Regions from separate parts of the Sus scrofa genome. Here region 2 is linked to region 1. The links are chromatin contacts, called in public HiChIP or PLAC-seq maps. All regions are on one chromosome and are shown on one strand. Each heading gives the region's core, a stretch centred on a gene start, on an enhancer-like site or on the middle of the called end of the contact. The rest is flanking DNA. Distances are from core to core; before and after follow the strand shown. Region 1 overlaps FRMD4A (FERM domain-containing protein 4A). Region 2 overlaps FRMD4A (FERM domain-containing protein 4A).

Region 1 (7,353 bases), core at 3,472-5,971:
CAGGTAACGCAAGGCTATTATCTTCCATGGATAGTATAAAACTCTTGAGATCACTTCAAAATTTGTGTTTCTCGAAATCATCAATCCCTTTTTTTGCTTTTACTACGGATCCGTGCGTTGATTAACTTAATGAATATGGGAAGACCGTTTTCATTTAAACTCGTCTTTTTGAGCTTTTACCATTTTTCCATGAGTCATGGCCCGAGAGGAAATCTGTGTGATTTCATGCCTGTGTATTATTCCTTTTTTTCCCCATACACTAGTAGTACAAGGTGGGGGAGGTGATAAAGGAATCTTATCTTTCTGCAAAGTTAGCAGCAGAGACAGGGAGAAAGGAAGAAAGGAAAGAGGGGGAAAAAAGGAAGGAAGGAATTGAGGGAGGGAGGAAGAAAGGAAGGAAAGAGAAAAAGAAAAATAGAAAAGTAGAAAAAAGAAAGAAAGGAGGAAAGAAAGAAAGGAAGGAAGTCAAATTAAAAAAAAAATAGTAAGTGGAAAGTGATTGTTCCATTAACATTAGCTAACTGCCTTGGTATTTTCAAGAAAAAACAAAGGCAGGCTATATCATAGATTTTGCCTGTGTCCCCAAGCTCCCACTCTCCTTCCTCTGGGGATTTTGGCTGTGAACCAGGATCTTATCCAGAGCATGTAATTATGCAACAGATAGGGACAGTTTTAAATAATGTGACTAAATAATGTGACTTTTAAAATAAAAAAAAGTTAAATATATATTTAGCTTATGGTCTGGGAATCTTTTAAGTCTAAAGATGCCATAATAAGCTTTTAAAAAAACATGCCTGAATATAAACATATTAATTCCTGAGAACAGCAAGACCTACTGAAACTACCCTGAAGTCTTTACCGCACTTGGGGACAAGGACGTGGAGCCTGCAGCTCGAGCCTGGTAACATCAGAGGATGTTTCTGAGCCCACGGAAGTTCAGGTGACAGGGACAGGTCATGCCTGAGTGCTGGTGGCAGGTGCTGCCCACTTTCTCTGGCCTTGTCTCTTCAATCTTATCTCTGATTCTGCCCTAGACTTTGGGTGACTAATTCTGACTTTCACAGGGCAGCTTCCCTGATGGCATTTGAGAGGCTATGCATGCAAACAGTATTGCTACCATCAGCCATGATGCCCTGTGCTTTTAGAAGGCATGTATAATGCTCAGAGCAGTTGGATGTGGACATGTGTCTCTGTGTATCTGTGTGCTTGTCGGTCTGCATATCTTGTGCGTGTCTGTGTGTGCATCTGTGCAGACGTGTGTCTGTGTGTGTGAGGAAATGAGAGTGGCCTGTCCAGGCCACATGAATACTGTGATGGCACTGGGACCTGACACCAGGGCTTACCAGGTGAAGAAATGACGTAGATTGGTCTTACTGACTCCTAACACCTTTTAGTCACTTGCTTTATCCTTGCCTTGGAGGTAATACAAAAGTGGGGTTTTTGAGGTGTTTTACCACTTAGTCAGCTGATCGCTTAACCTAGACAGTCACCAACTGGTGACCTGCTGGGTGTCTAAAGGGAGAGGCAGGGGGTTCCCTTTGTGGCACAGTGGTAACAAATCCGGCTAGTGTCCATAGGGAGGTGGGTTCCATCCCTGGCTCCGCTCAGCGGGTTAGGGAGCTGGTGTTGCCGTGAGCTGCAGTGTAGTTTGCAGATGCAGCTCCAATCAAAAAAATAAATAAAAATAAAGAGACAGGCACACAGAGAGATCCTGCATCACCCCTCCTTCCGTGAACTTCTGCTAATGTTTGGGATGAAGAGTCTAAGTACCGAGTTGGTTGGCAGGATTGGGTCAGTTGCTGTGTGTTTGCCTACTGTCTGCCCTGGGGTGACATGACAGGTAGAAATGAGTCTTGGTTCCATGGTTCTACGTTTGGGGAGGTAATGGAGGCTGGGACCCCAAATCAGGCGCCGACCCTGGGGGAGGCAGGTGTGGTGACGCCAGGAGCTCCCACCCAGGACAAAGGCAGCAGAGGTGGACAGGGCCTCGTGGTGCACCTGTGGCTGTCCTGGGCCCTGACTGGGCACCCTTCTGCCAGCTATTCCCACCCTCGGTCCAGCTCTCTCCTTCTCCATGCCTTTGGGTTTTCCATTCCTGCTCCCAGACTCTCCTTCATTGTTTTTGTAAAGAGAGAAGAATTTTTTTTTTTTTAAAAAAAGCAATAAATGCCTCTGCCTGACTCCAGGGATGTTTTCAGACATAATTATTGCTTTGAGGAGAACTTGGAAAAATGCTAAGCTGGAAGTAACGTGGAGACTCATTAAGAACAAAATTGGCAAATATGCAAAGGCACAGGAAATGGCACACACACGGAAAAATCTATTTATAGCAACCAAAGAAATATATTCAGAAGTGCAATCTAATTAACCCATTTTAATTACTCCCTGGTTATTTACTGACATCTATTTTAGAAAATGTCAGCCATAAGATTGACGGGAGAACTCCTATGCTCTAGGTCAGCTTAAATTCAGCTACTGGGAGGCACATATAACATTTTTTAAAAGATTCTCCTGGATGAATTATGTTATCTTTACTGATAGAATTTAAGGGTTAAAGGTCATTTCTCCAATAGCAAGACGTAGCCAGTTGAGACCCAAAGCCAGGACATTTCGGCCAGAATTCAGGTCTTACTAAAAGCCACATCTGTTATCTTGGAAGAAGTAAAGAAGATCCACAGGCAGCTGATTGCAAAAGGAGCCTGAGAAGGTGCTGGAAAACAAACGAATCCACAATAGCAAGGGGAAAAGCATGGGGTTGTTCAGAAACATCCGTCAGTCAAATCTTCAGGTTTTGCAGAAAGCAGATTTTTTTTTGGGGGGGGGAGGTTTGTGTACAGTTAACATTTCTCTGTCCATATTTCTCTGGACCTTTCTGGCTCTAAGCTACTAATTCATATTTTCATTCTAGATTTCCCCCAACTTCCAAGACAGGTTCAAACTTAGGGTTAAATTCTTTTGCATGTTTAGTTCTTCCCACCCATTGAATGCCTTTTTTTTTTTTTTTTTTTTTTTTTTTTTTTTTTTTTTGTCTTTTTAAGGCTGCACCCTTGGCGTACGGAGGTTCCCAGGGTAGGGGTCGAATCAGAGCCATAGCCACTGATCTACACCATAGCCACAGCAATGCCTGATCTGAGCCACATCTTCAACCTACACCACAGCTCATGGCAATGCCGGATCCTTAACCCACTGAGCAAGACCAGGGATTGAACCTATGTATTCATGGATGCTAGTCAGATTAATTTCTGCTGAGCCATGATGGGAACTGCCACTGAATGCTTATGTTATAAAATCTCCATGTGTAACCCAAATGCCAATCTGGACAGAATGGGAAGCTTTCTTCATTAAGGAAAGGTGGCCTCTCATTCTTTGTTAGTGTTCTTTACAAAAAGAACAGTTTATTGAGAGAGAACTTACATGCTATACACTTCACCCATTTCAACTACACAATTCAGTGGATTTTAGTGTACTCACTGGATTGTTCAACCATCACCACAACCTAATTTTAGAACATTTTCATCAACCCCAAATGAAACCACATATTTATTAGCTGGCACTACTGCTTCTCATTTCTCTCCCTCCATCCCCTAGACTGCCACAAGCCCTGATTCTATAGACTTGCCTGTTCTGGACATTTAATCTAAATGTGATCTTTGTGACACTTTTACTGAGCATCCTGTTTTCAAGGTTCATCATGTTACAGCACACACATCAGCACTTCATTGCTTTTTCCAGCTGAAGAAAATTTCATCGTGTAGAGATAACACATTCAGCCATTGGTGGGCATTTGGGTGGTTTATACTTTGGGGCTATTATGAAGAAGGCTGCTATGGACATTCACGTATTGATTTGTGTTTGGATGTATGTTTTTCATCTCTTTTGGAGAGCAGCCTAGGAGTAGCATTGCTGGATCATAGGTTAATTCCATGTTTAACCTTTTGAAGAACAGCCAGGCTGTCTTCCATAGCTGCTGCACCATTTTTACTTTCCCACCAGCAGTGCATGAACGTTTTAATTTCTCCACATCTTTGCCAATCTTGTTAAGGTCTGTCCTTTTGATTATAGCCATCCTAGTGAGTAAGAGGTGGTAGCAATTCTGCTCTCCTGATTGAATTCTAGCACATAGACTTTGGGTAGGGTGGGGTGAAACAGCCAGCAGGACGATGGCTGGCCTTCTGTCTTTTTTGACTTGGCCCCCAGCATGCAGACAGACTCTGGGGAAACAGAAGCAGAGAGTGCAGAAGGTCCCAGAATTTCCCCTCGCCTCCTTCTCCCTTCTGCTTCTGACACTCCCACGCCCACCATCTTGGACAAAAGTCTAAACACTTTTTGGAAGCTCCCATGCGTCACTTTATAATCCCACTGCCAGCTCTTTGGGAAAAGGATAGTTAGAACTAGCACTGGTATGGTGAAATGAGTGGGCGACAGGCAAAACCCAAACAGTCTATGCAAATCCTGAGGCATTTCAGAACTACTCACGAACACACTGAATCCCATATTTGGGTCTGGAAAATGTCCCAGCACTGACAGAGCGTCATCTGTGCGTCATCCTTCCTCAACCTGGGAACCCAAGAGACCCGCGGATAGAAATGCTAGGGAGTGAGCTGTGATCATTTGGGGGCAGGAGAACAATTTTTTAAAAAATGCTCGCTGTGTACATAAAAATATTTTGAGTCCCTGGGAAAGTAGCAGAGAGGCAGGGACTGCCCTCTGGCTTAAGTGCTTCAGAGCTGCACGCCAAGAGCTATGTTTAGAAATCTCTCCCCCAAGTTCTACAAACGATTATAAAGGGCTCCTAAGGCCATAAAAGTGATGTCATCCTATCAATTACCCGAGTTACGAAAGTCAGTTCTCATATACATGCCAGGTCCCAGTAGAAAGAAAAGCAGAGCCGTTTGGAAAAAAAAAAAAAAAAAAATCAGTCCAGACCTTGAAGAGAAGACCTCACTGCACCACCCCCCACCCCCGAGCCTCTCTTTCTTAATCTCTTGTTATTTGGTTTCCATGGATGATTTTTGAGCAGTTATTTTTGCAGGCCTGTGTTGATGTAATCACAGCCTTCTGTGACAAAATAGCTGCCTTGTTTTGTTTAGGGATTAGAAGCACTTGGAAGGGTAATGGTCCAGGGTCTGTGGGAGGTGAGGCTGTAAAGTTGGGGAGAGGGTCTGTTGGTTGCTTGAGAACCATCTCCCCTTGCTTCTCGCAGAGGGAGATTAAGATGAGTTACTGCTCAGAGGAGAGCTGCTGAGAGAGAACTTTCCCTTTCAGCGGGAACTGGGAAGATGGTAGAAAATGTGTGTCTCGAAGCTGTGAAGAGGTTTGAGGATAACTCAGGGAGGAGGCAGTCAGTGTTTCTCCTTCAGACATAAAAGAAGGCAGGTAGAATTGGTAAGGGGTAAATCAGGAAAAAAAATTACCTTCTTTTTTTTTTCTTTGCACGTGGAAGTTCCCAGACCAGGGATTGACTCCCACACCACAGCAGCTACCTGAGCCCCTGCAGTGACAACGATGGATCCTTAACCCACTGAGCCACACAGGAACTCCGAAAACATTTACTTTTAATCGTAGGTTCCTTTTGACCCTTGCCCAAACTGCAGGCATGGCATTCTTTATAATATTATGCTGCTTATAATAGATTAGAGGGTTTTTTTAAAATGTAGTACTCATTTCTAGTAAAGTCTCCTCTCCAAAATTCTAAAGAATTTAGTGAACCCTATTAAAAAAAAATCCTTAGTGTCTTGAGCTTAATAGAAATGTAATGACAAAGAATGAATGAAAATGTGTATTTTATATAAGAGTGTAGGCTGTGGCTTTTCCTGCTGCTCTTGGGTGGTGTGCCTTTATAAAATCTACCCTGAAGTAGCTTAAGCTCCATAATGGGAGTTTCTGTTATTCTTGCTTTCGTTTCTCAAAAAGCAGGCACACAGGGTCTGCCCTACATCCCCTTAAGTAGTGGAGACATGACACAGGATGACAGTGACAATGCTGGAGGCTTGATGAATGGGGGTGGAATGGCCTTGCTAATGGAGGTGGGGTCAATGCCACTTTTGTAGGTCAGATGCAATTTTGGTGAGATAATGACTTTGGGAAGCCACTCTCTAGCTGTGTTTTCCCCGTGCTTTCTTAGAATGCTTTTCTCAAGGGGAAAGAGAAAGCAGAGAGATAAAGGACATTTGCCATCTGAAGGACCCAGCTGGAGACAATCTCCTGACCACTACATTGTCCACACTGGGGCTTTGTATCCTTAGTATCACCTAGTCCAGAAGTCTGGACTCCAACCAGCCACAGCGCTGCCTGGTTCCAGAGACTGTATTCCAACACATCTATTCACTTCTATCTATCCCATTTTTTCGGAATTAACAAAAGTCCTCTCATGAAACAATATCCATAACAATGACAGAAAACCCCAAAACATATAAAAACAAAAAGCAACCATGAGTTCTCCAGTCGAGTTGGTCAAGGGGATTGAATTAGTTCATGAACTGGATGTTTGTATTGCAAATTCAAAGCAAGCCAAGAAGCAAAATCCCTTGATAGATACAAAATTAGGCCTGTTTTAGGATAAGCTTATTAATGGAGTGAGTTGCCTAGACTACCGCTGAAGAATTTAATACTGCACTTTCTCATTAAGATCTCTTGTGGATAAAAATATTATTTGGAGTATGGCTTTTTTGAAACCATTCAAATTAGCCTGATTATGGGTAGCACGGTCTGTTCTGCACCCCTGGCTGACCAAGGATAGTAGAGGTGGCTTAGGATTTAGCAACAGAGCTTGGAAAACCAAGAACTACATGGGGGGTGGAGAGTCAGGCAAATCATGTTTGGGAAATCAGGACAGTGCTCACAGACATCCAGAGTTTAAAGGTCGAGGTGAATCAATGAGTGCCAAGCAGGCAATCCAAGTATCTGTGAATAATGAATTTAGAGTTCAGGTTAACCAGGTGGCTGGAAACTAGATGGACTGAGAGCAAACAGACCAAAAGATATACGGAAGGGCAAGCCAGGTAATTCACAGCTGGGCATAAGGCTAGAGGGAAAGCATGTCAGGCCAGACCCTGCTCCACCTGCCTGTGCCAGAAGTTTTCACATTCTTCTCGCCAGCGCAGTGGTCAAGTTCTCAGCAGGGCGCAATGACCTGCAGGTGGAAGCAGGTGATCTGGGACCCACCAAAGTACAAGTGTACAGGTGAGGAGGAAGTAAGGCTCCAGCAGGTATTGATATCAGCCGTCTAAAGTTTTCTTTATTTATTACCAAAGGGGAAAGGGGGAGAGGGGTGAATTACAGATTTGGGATTAATAGATACACACTACTATACATAACATAGATAAACAACAAGGACCTACTGTATAGCCCAGG
Region 2 (7,614 bases), core at 4,628-7,127, 74 kb before region 1:
AACCCAGGGCAGGTCTTTGTGAAACACAGACAAGAATCAATCAAAACATCACAAGCTAATTAATGTAATTTGGAGCCCCTGGGAGCAGCTATATTACAGCGAGTACCATACTATAAAATTGGTTTACATTAGACGTACATTCAAGGACATAGGTTAATTCTCTCACCAAACCCTTTCTGTTTATTTGCTTTGAAAAGTACATTACCAATAGTTAAGACTTACTTGCCACTTACCAGGTACCAGAATCCGATTATATGCTTTATATGCAATGACACATTTAATTTTCTCAACAATCCTGTGAGGTTGGTGCTCTTATTAACCCCATTTGGAGGGAAGGGAATAAGGCAGAGAGGAGTTTTTTAAGCCACCTCAGGTCCTACAGATGACAAGTAGGCAACAGCTGATCATCAAACTCGGGTGGCTTGCATTCAGAGTAGACCCTCACCTCACGTTCCATGGTCAGTTATGTGGAGGAACTGCATCCCTTGTCACCTAGTGCAGTGTCTACAGTGTCTGTCACCTGGAACTCCAGACTTGTTACTTATTCATGGCCCCATCACCTCCTTATGAAAGGGATTGAAGACAGAAACATTTGTGAAATTGAACGGAAAAATGTTTTCAGCACGTATTCCTTTTTCAATTGGGATTTTCGTTTTTTGGTCTTTTTGTCTTTTTAGGGCTGCACTGGCAGCATGTGGAGGTGCCCAAGCCAGGGGTCCAATTGGAGCTGTAGCTGCGGGCCTACGCCAGAGCCACAGCAGCTCAGGATCCGAGCCCCATCTGCAACCAACACCACAGCTCACGGCAACGCTGGATCCTTAACCCATTGAGCGGGGCCAGAGATGGAACCCGAGTCCTCATGGATGCCCGTCAGGTTTGTAAACTGCTGAGCCACGATGGGAACTCCAGTTGGGACTTTCTAATAGAGTGAAGCTTTATATGCAGCTGACATCAATCACTCAATTTCTCAAGCAAGCAATAAGGATGTAATGGAACCACCAGCCAGTGAGGAAGGACAGGACCTAGGATTTTGGAGAACAGAGACCCCTGTGCCTCAGGGAGAAAAGTCAGTTTCCTGAAGTTGAAGATGGGGGCTGGAAACTGTCCTCGAGGGGTGACTCGTGATGTGATGACTTTTTCTGCCACCAGATAAAAATCAGAGCCACCCCCAATTATAATGCCAAAGAATTCACTATCACTCACATTACAAATAAAGTGAGCTCAGTGCAACCAATCTCTGGGGTTCTGACTCAAATAGAAAGTTAGTTAGGCTGTGGTGTTGAGATGGCGATTGGATATGCAAGATTAGACTCAGAAAGAGCCATCTGGAGTTCCTGATATGGCGCAATGGTATCAGTGGCATCTCTGGACTGCTGGGTCACAGGTTTGATCCCTGCCGGGCACTGTGGGTTATATGATCTGGCGTAGGTTGCAACTGGGCTGTGATCTGCTCCTTGGCCTGAGAACTCCATAAGCCTCGGGATGGCCAAAAAAAAGAGATATATATATATATACACACACACACATATATATGTATATGTATATATATATATAAAGAGCTATCTTGGTGGAAAAGAAAAAAACATTGGTGATGTCTGAAGATAGAGAGCTTTTAAATTTGTGGCAATGGATATGACTGACCAGGAAAGATACTGTAGGGGGAAGAGAGGGTTCAGGACCCAGCTTTCAGGCACTGTTCTCAGATTTAAGGCAGCATCAGGGGTGCCTGGAAGGCTTGTCAATACAGATCACTGGGTCTCATCTCCCCCCGACCACTCCCTCCCCTGAAAGTTTCTGATTTATAGGTCTGGGTTGGGGGTGTAAGAATCTGCATTTCTAATAAGTGCCCAGATGTTGCTACTGCTCATTCCTGTGCACCACTGTCCCATCACTGTGGTCTTTGCTCTGCTCCAGATGTGTCCTGGCTTCACTGCTGTTGTCCTCAGGCTCAGACTCCCTCCAGCCCAGGGTCTTTGTGTTTCCCTCTGCCTGGAATGCACCTCCCCAGATATCAGCCCAGGCAAGGTCCCTGCTTAAATGCCACCTTCTTAGAGAGATCTTTCTGGGTTTTTTTTTGTTTGTTTGTTTGTTTTTTAAGTAGAGATATATCAAAGCAACTTTTTTGTTTGTTTTGTTTTTGTATTTGTTTTTTAGGACCATACCTGGGGCATATGGAAGTTAGTTCCCAGGGTAGGAGTCGGATTGGAGCTGCAGCTGCTGGCCTACACCACGGCCACACCAACATGGGATCCGAGCCTGTCTGCGACCTACACCGCAGCTCATGGCAATGCAGGTTCCTTAACGCACTGAGCAAGGCCAGGGATCGAACCCACATCCTCAGGTTTGTAACCCACTGAGCCGCCATGGGAACTCAAAAGTAAGTTTTCTTTATTTTTCAGAGACATCACTCAATTCTTCAAGTGCCAAACTTGTAATGATCTATGACAATCTTTTGTAAAAACAGCAACCCTTCCCACTGGCCCTCCTGTCCTTCTTTCTCATCCCTTCCCTGGCTTATTTTTCTCTTTTGCCCTTATCACCTTCTAACAGACTATACAATGTATTTACTCATGTGCTTTGCTCATTATCTGTACTTCCCAGAAGAGCAGGGATTTATGTCTGTTGTCTGTTTTGTTTTTTGCTGACTCTCTTGAGCCTAGGACAGTCCCTGGCACACAGCAAACGTTCAATAAATATTCACTAAAGAATGAAATAAATGAAGGAATAAATATTCTTGCCTGTAGAATTGTGCTTTTAAACATTTTTTAAAAAATTCTTTTTAAGGCCACACCCATGGCATCTGGAAGTTCCCAGGCTAGGGGCTGAATCAGAGCTGCAGCTTCCAGCCTACACCACAGCTCACAGCAACACCCGATCCTTAACCCACTGATTGAGGCCAGGGATCAACCCATGTCCTCATGGATGCTAGTCAACTTCGTTAACCACTGAGCCACGATGGGAACTCCTGCTTTTCAGATTTTAATTCTTGGAGCATGATAATGTGAGAAAAACAATGTGTACATGTAAAACAAAACAAAACAAAAGAATTTAATTCTGATGGAAACCCTTCACAACTGGTTGCCTTCCTATCAAAAATGAAATATGATCATGTTGTTCCATTCTTTAAACCCCCCCCCCAAAAAAAAAACCCTCTCTTGTATCCGGGATAAAGCCAAAGATCCTCAGATATATTCATCAGTAGCCACTGGTGGGGGCTGGGACATGGGAGGGAACAGAATCCGAAGTGGTCCCCGACCTGTTGCCTACATCTGTCAACTCTCTCCTGCTCTAAGACAGCCCGTGCACATCTCTGCTGTTTGCAGCACTTTCTATTTTTTTCTTTCTTTTTTTTTAATTTATTTTTTATTGTTATTTCCCCAACACACTTTTTTTTTTCCCACTGTACAGCATGGGGACCCAGTTACACATACAAGTGTACATAATTTTTTCTCCCATTGTCATGCTGTGTTGTAAGTATCTAGACATAGTTCTCAGTGCAACACAGCAGGATGTCATTGCAAATCTATTCCATGAGCAGTAGTTTGCATCCGTTGACCCCAAGCTCCCAATCCCTCCCTGCAGCACTTTAGGGTAACCATTTCTGCACTTGTCTGTATGCCTCACTCAGGGTTTCCTCAAAGGGAGGACTCACGGCAGCGCTTTGTTGTGTTTTTCATTAGTCAAAGTCCTCACAGTTTGTTCATCTGTAAACTGTGTATTTCATCTTGCTTTATCACTTCCTTTTGGCCAAGCATTGTGATCATTAGCCAATAGATTTTTAGAGTGAAATCCATCCAGCTAATAAAAAACAAAGAAGCGTCTGTGATGGTCGGAAACAGCACTGGATGGATGTTTATATGCAATTCCATACAATTGTTTTAATGAAGGCGGCCTAAATTATAGTCGATCTGAAGCAATAAAGGAGCTAGGGCTGGACAAGTGATGCATGCACTGCCAGTCGTATGGAATATACCTGCACTGCTTTCTGAAGATTTCGAAAAGTGTGTGTGGAGGCCTGACAAAGACATTTAATAACCCAGCAGGTGTATTTTCTATCTTGACATAGAGGTCTCTCCATCTCCCCTTTTGTCTCTAGTTAGTAAATTCTGAATTGTTTTGATGTTGGCTCTGGTTTATATTTTATGTTTTATGATCTTCTCCAAGAGGGTCTTGGGAAGATCTTTGCAGGTCTTTTCTTGGATGTCACTGCCTTTTTCGATGTCTCAAAAATTCCAAACAAAGCAAATAAACACTGTGGTCTGAATAGCGGATCCTGGGAGTTCCCTTTGTGGCTCAGCAGTTAAGGAACCTGACTAGGATCCATGAGGATGCAGGTTCAATCTATGGACTCGCTCAGTGGGTCGGGGATCCGGCGTTGCTGTAGTGTAGGTTACAGATGCAACTCAGATCTGGCACTGCTGTGGCTGTGGCGTAGGCCAGCAGCTGTAGCTCCAATTCAACCCCCAGCCTGGGAACTTCCATATACCTTGAGTGTGGCCCTAAAAACCATCAATCAATCAATCAATCAATCAAACAATCAATGAATAGGTGATCCTAAGCAGAGGTGAGGATGCTTGGGGACAATTTTGGTCTTGAGTTTTCAATAGAAGATGGGACAGAAAATAGAGAGAAAGGAAAATATCTTTAGAATGTGCAAAGAATGCCTCCTGTGCTTTTTTTTTTTTTTTTTTTTTTTTTTTTTTGTCTTTTTGCCTTTTCTAGGGCTGCTGCCACGGCATATGGAGATTCCCAGGCTAGGGGTCTAATCAGAGCTATAGCCACTGGCCTATGCCAGAGCCATAGCAACGCAGGATTTGAGCCACGTCTGCAACCTATACCGCAGCTCATGGCAACGCCGGATCCTTAACCCACTGAGCAAGGCCAGGGATAGAACCCGCAACCTCATGGTTCCTAGTCGGATTCATTAACCACTGCACCATGACGGGAACTCCTCCTGTGCTCTTTAAAAAGAAAATTCCCTCGGAAATGGGTACAACCTAAACTGGCATCTAATAATGATTAATAATAATAATTATGACAATAATAATGGCTATTATTTATTGTGTGGCACCAGGCACATTATGTGAATCATCTAAGTCTTGCAGCAACACTGCACAGTAGGTATTACTAATTTCCATTGTAGAGATCCAGAAATTGAGGCTAAGAAATGTTAAGTAACTTGCTACAAGTCCACACCCAGAAAGAGGCAGATTTGAATCCGAGTCTATACTCAGCTCCTCAAAATGTGTTCTTTCCACTGAGGCTTAACTTTTTTTTTTTTTTTTTTTTTTTTTTTTTTAATGTCTGCACCCAAGGCATATGAAAGTTCCCGGGGCCAGGGATGGAATCCAAGCTACAGCTATGACCTATGCTGCAACGGTGGCAACACCAGATCCTTAACCCACTGTATTGGGCTGGGGATCAAACTGGAACCTTGGCAGGGACCCAAGGTGCTGCTGCAGTCAGATTCTTTTTTTTTTTTTTTTTTTGGGCCACACCCGCAGCATATGGAGGTTCCCAGGCTAGGGGTCCAATCGGAGCTACAGCCATTGGCCTATGCCACAGCCACAGCAATGCCAGAAACCAGCCGAGTCTGCGACCTACACCACAGCTCATGGCAACACCAGATCCTTAAATCACTAAGCGAGGACAGGGATTGAACGGGCAATCTCATGGTTCCTAGTCAGATTCGTTTCCACCGCACCACGACAGGAACTCCTGCAGTCAGATTCTTAACCCACTGTGCCACAGCGGGAACTCCCTGCGGCTTAACTTTGAGCAAAAGCAGAAGTTGGTGGATCAAGGGCTCACAGTGAGAAGTCTCAGAGTTGGTTTCTGGTGGAACGGATGGAGGGGGAGGGAGTTCCTGGAAGCAATGGAAAACAGGAAACACCAAAGAGAATAGGCATCGAGGTGATGTGTTTGCTGATCACTGTCCCTGGCTGCCTCTGGGCATCGAAATCATCCCCACCCAAGCAGAGTTCTGCTCACCTGGAGGTGGTCTCAAGTCAATGATGTCATAGTTGGCTCATCACTGCCCCCTGTTGGCTAGGCTGGCATAACCTCTGGTACCTACTGTCGCAGCAGTTATCTGAGGATTCTGTTTTTGCCATAACCCTAGTGGTGAGCACAGCCACCTCTATGATTCTGTTGCTTGTCCCTGTACAGCTTTGAACAGGTCAATCTGACTCTTCAGGCAGGACTTTCCTTATCTGTCTCCATGACAGGCTGAAACCAGAATAGGACCCATTTTCCTGCCCCAAGGCGCCAAGAGACATAGCAAAGAAGTTAGGAGTGCAGGCTATGGCACTAGGCTGCCTGGGTTTGAATTACATGTCAACCACATACTAGCTGTTGTACTAGTGGTACTAATGACCTTAGGCTAATGAGGTCTACACTTCTTTCAGCCTCAGTTTCCTACTCGCAGAGTTGCTATGAGGATTGCATTGCATAATGTAGAGAGCGTTTTTGGCACACAGCACATGTTTAATAAAACATACACTACTAATATTCTTATTTGCATTTTCGGCATCAACGGAGGGCTTGATATCTGGCAGCTTTTGTCTCTATACAATGCCCCCTGCCCACTGTGTTAGATGTTATTTGGTTTAGGTCCTGGACCTAACTATTGTGAGCTTTAATGAGATCCCAAGTGAGGTACGTCCTGTAAATAAATCATAGGAAATATCCTGGTCATACATAATAGCATCCTGCATTCCATCCCTTTCTTCTGCAGGGCCCCATCCTTGCCAGGAGTGTTCTTCCTGATCCTCTGTGACTAAACTTAAGAGGGAATTTGGGTCCATTGAGGAAACCCACAACTTCATTCAGCCACGAGGGCACATTGTTTGCTTTAAATAGATGGGAATGATGACCAGTCACGGCGAACCCCTGAAGTGTCACTGGACGTCATTCTGGGACGTGGTGTGCAGCGTAGCCACACCCACATGTGAACTTCTGGGTCCTTGCAGCCGCTCAGACCCTGGGAGCCCTAGAACCCTCAGCAGGTCAGCAATGGCAGTGATGAATGTGGGGCAGAGCCCCCTTCCCCAAGGTTTTCTTCCACATCCTGAGAGTCTAAATTCAGTTCCTTTTTATGTACGAAAAAGTCCGTAGCGAGAACCAGAAAGGGAGCCTGAACTTCAATCTCCAGTTCAGTGGGAAATCCAAGGTGGGTCCCAGATTAGACAAAACAAGATGCCCCAACTTTCAGTCCCAGGACACTTACAGTGCCTGCATGGCTGTGCTCTAATGCGTTGTTCATAGCAGCACCCTGAGGCCCAAAAGCTTGTGTAAGCCCCTCTGCCTGACAGATGCAGAGATGGGCAATGAGGAGTTCCTGGCCTGCCCAGAGGTTCCCAGTGAATCTGTGGGACATTCAGAATGAAAATAGACATAGCTTTTCCCACTCGGTCCTGAGCACTGCTCACCAATACTCTTCCCTACCAGTATCTACGTAGGGCTGCTATAGATCAAATATTTATACACGCCCAAGTTCCTTCCCACTACACCGAGTTCCTCATCATACAACAGTACTTAAAATTCTTTTCTTGTTAAATTTTTTTTTTTTTTCATTTTTGGCTGCCCCAAGACACATGGATGTCCCAGGCCAGG

What was found. HiChIP or PLAC-seq counts read pairs in DNA pulled down with a chosen protein or histone mark.
Region 2: an H3K27ac HiChIP or PLAC-seq map of alveolar macrophages shows a contact between it and region 1. The contact joins two enhancer-like sites. A contact is called at or near these places in 3 of 47 Hi-C or Micro-C datasets (embryonic fibroblasts, liver and skeletal muscle) and 2 of 2 datasets of contacts at active chromatin or transcription factors (alveolar macrophages and skeletal muscle).

The regions. Positions count from the first base shown.
Region 1 is chr10:47,715,794-47,723,146 of Sscrofa11.1, reverse strand. All of the region lies in intron 2 of FRMD4A (FERM domain-containing protein 4A), which reads right to left. Among named protein-coding and RNA genes, the nearest start is that of FRMD4A, 330 kb to the right of the region's middle. Within about 2 kb of position 4,721, at least 25 of the 83 cell types and tissues checked have an H3K27ac peak or open chromatin away from gene starts, as enhancers often do. A contact at or near this core is called in alveolar macrophages, where this site is marked.
Region 2 is chr10:47,790,479-47,798,092 of Sscrofa11.1, reverse strand. All of the region lies in intron 2 of FRMD4A (FERM domain-containing protein 4A), which reads right to left. Among named protein-coding and RNA genes, the nearest start is that of PRPF18, 330 kb to the left of the region's middle. Within about 2 kb of position 5,877, at least 4 of the 83 cell types and tissues checked have an H3K27ac peak or open chromatin away from gene starts, as enhancers often do. A contact at or near this core is called in alveolar macrophages, where this site is marked.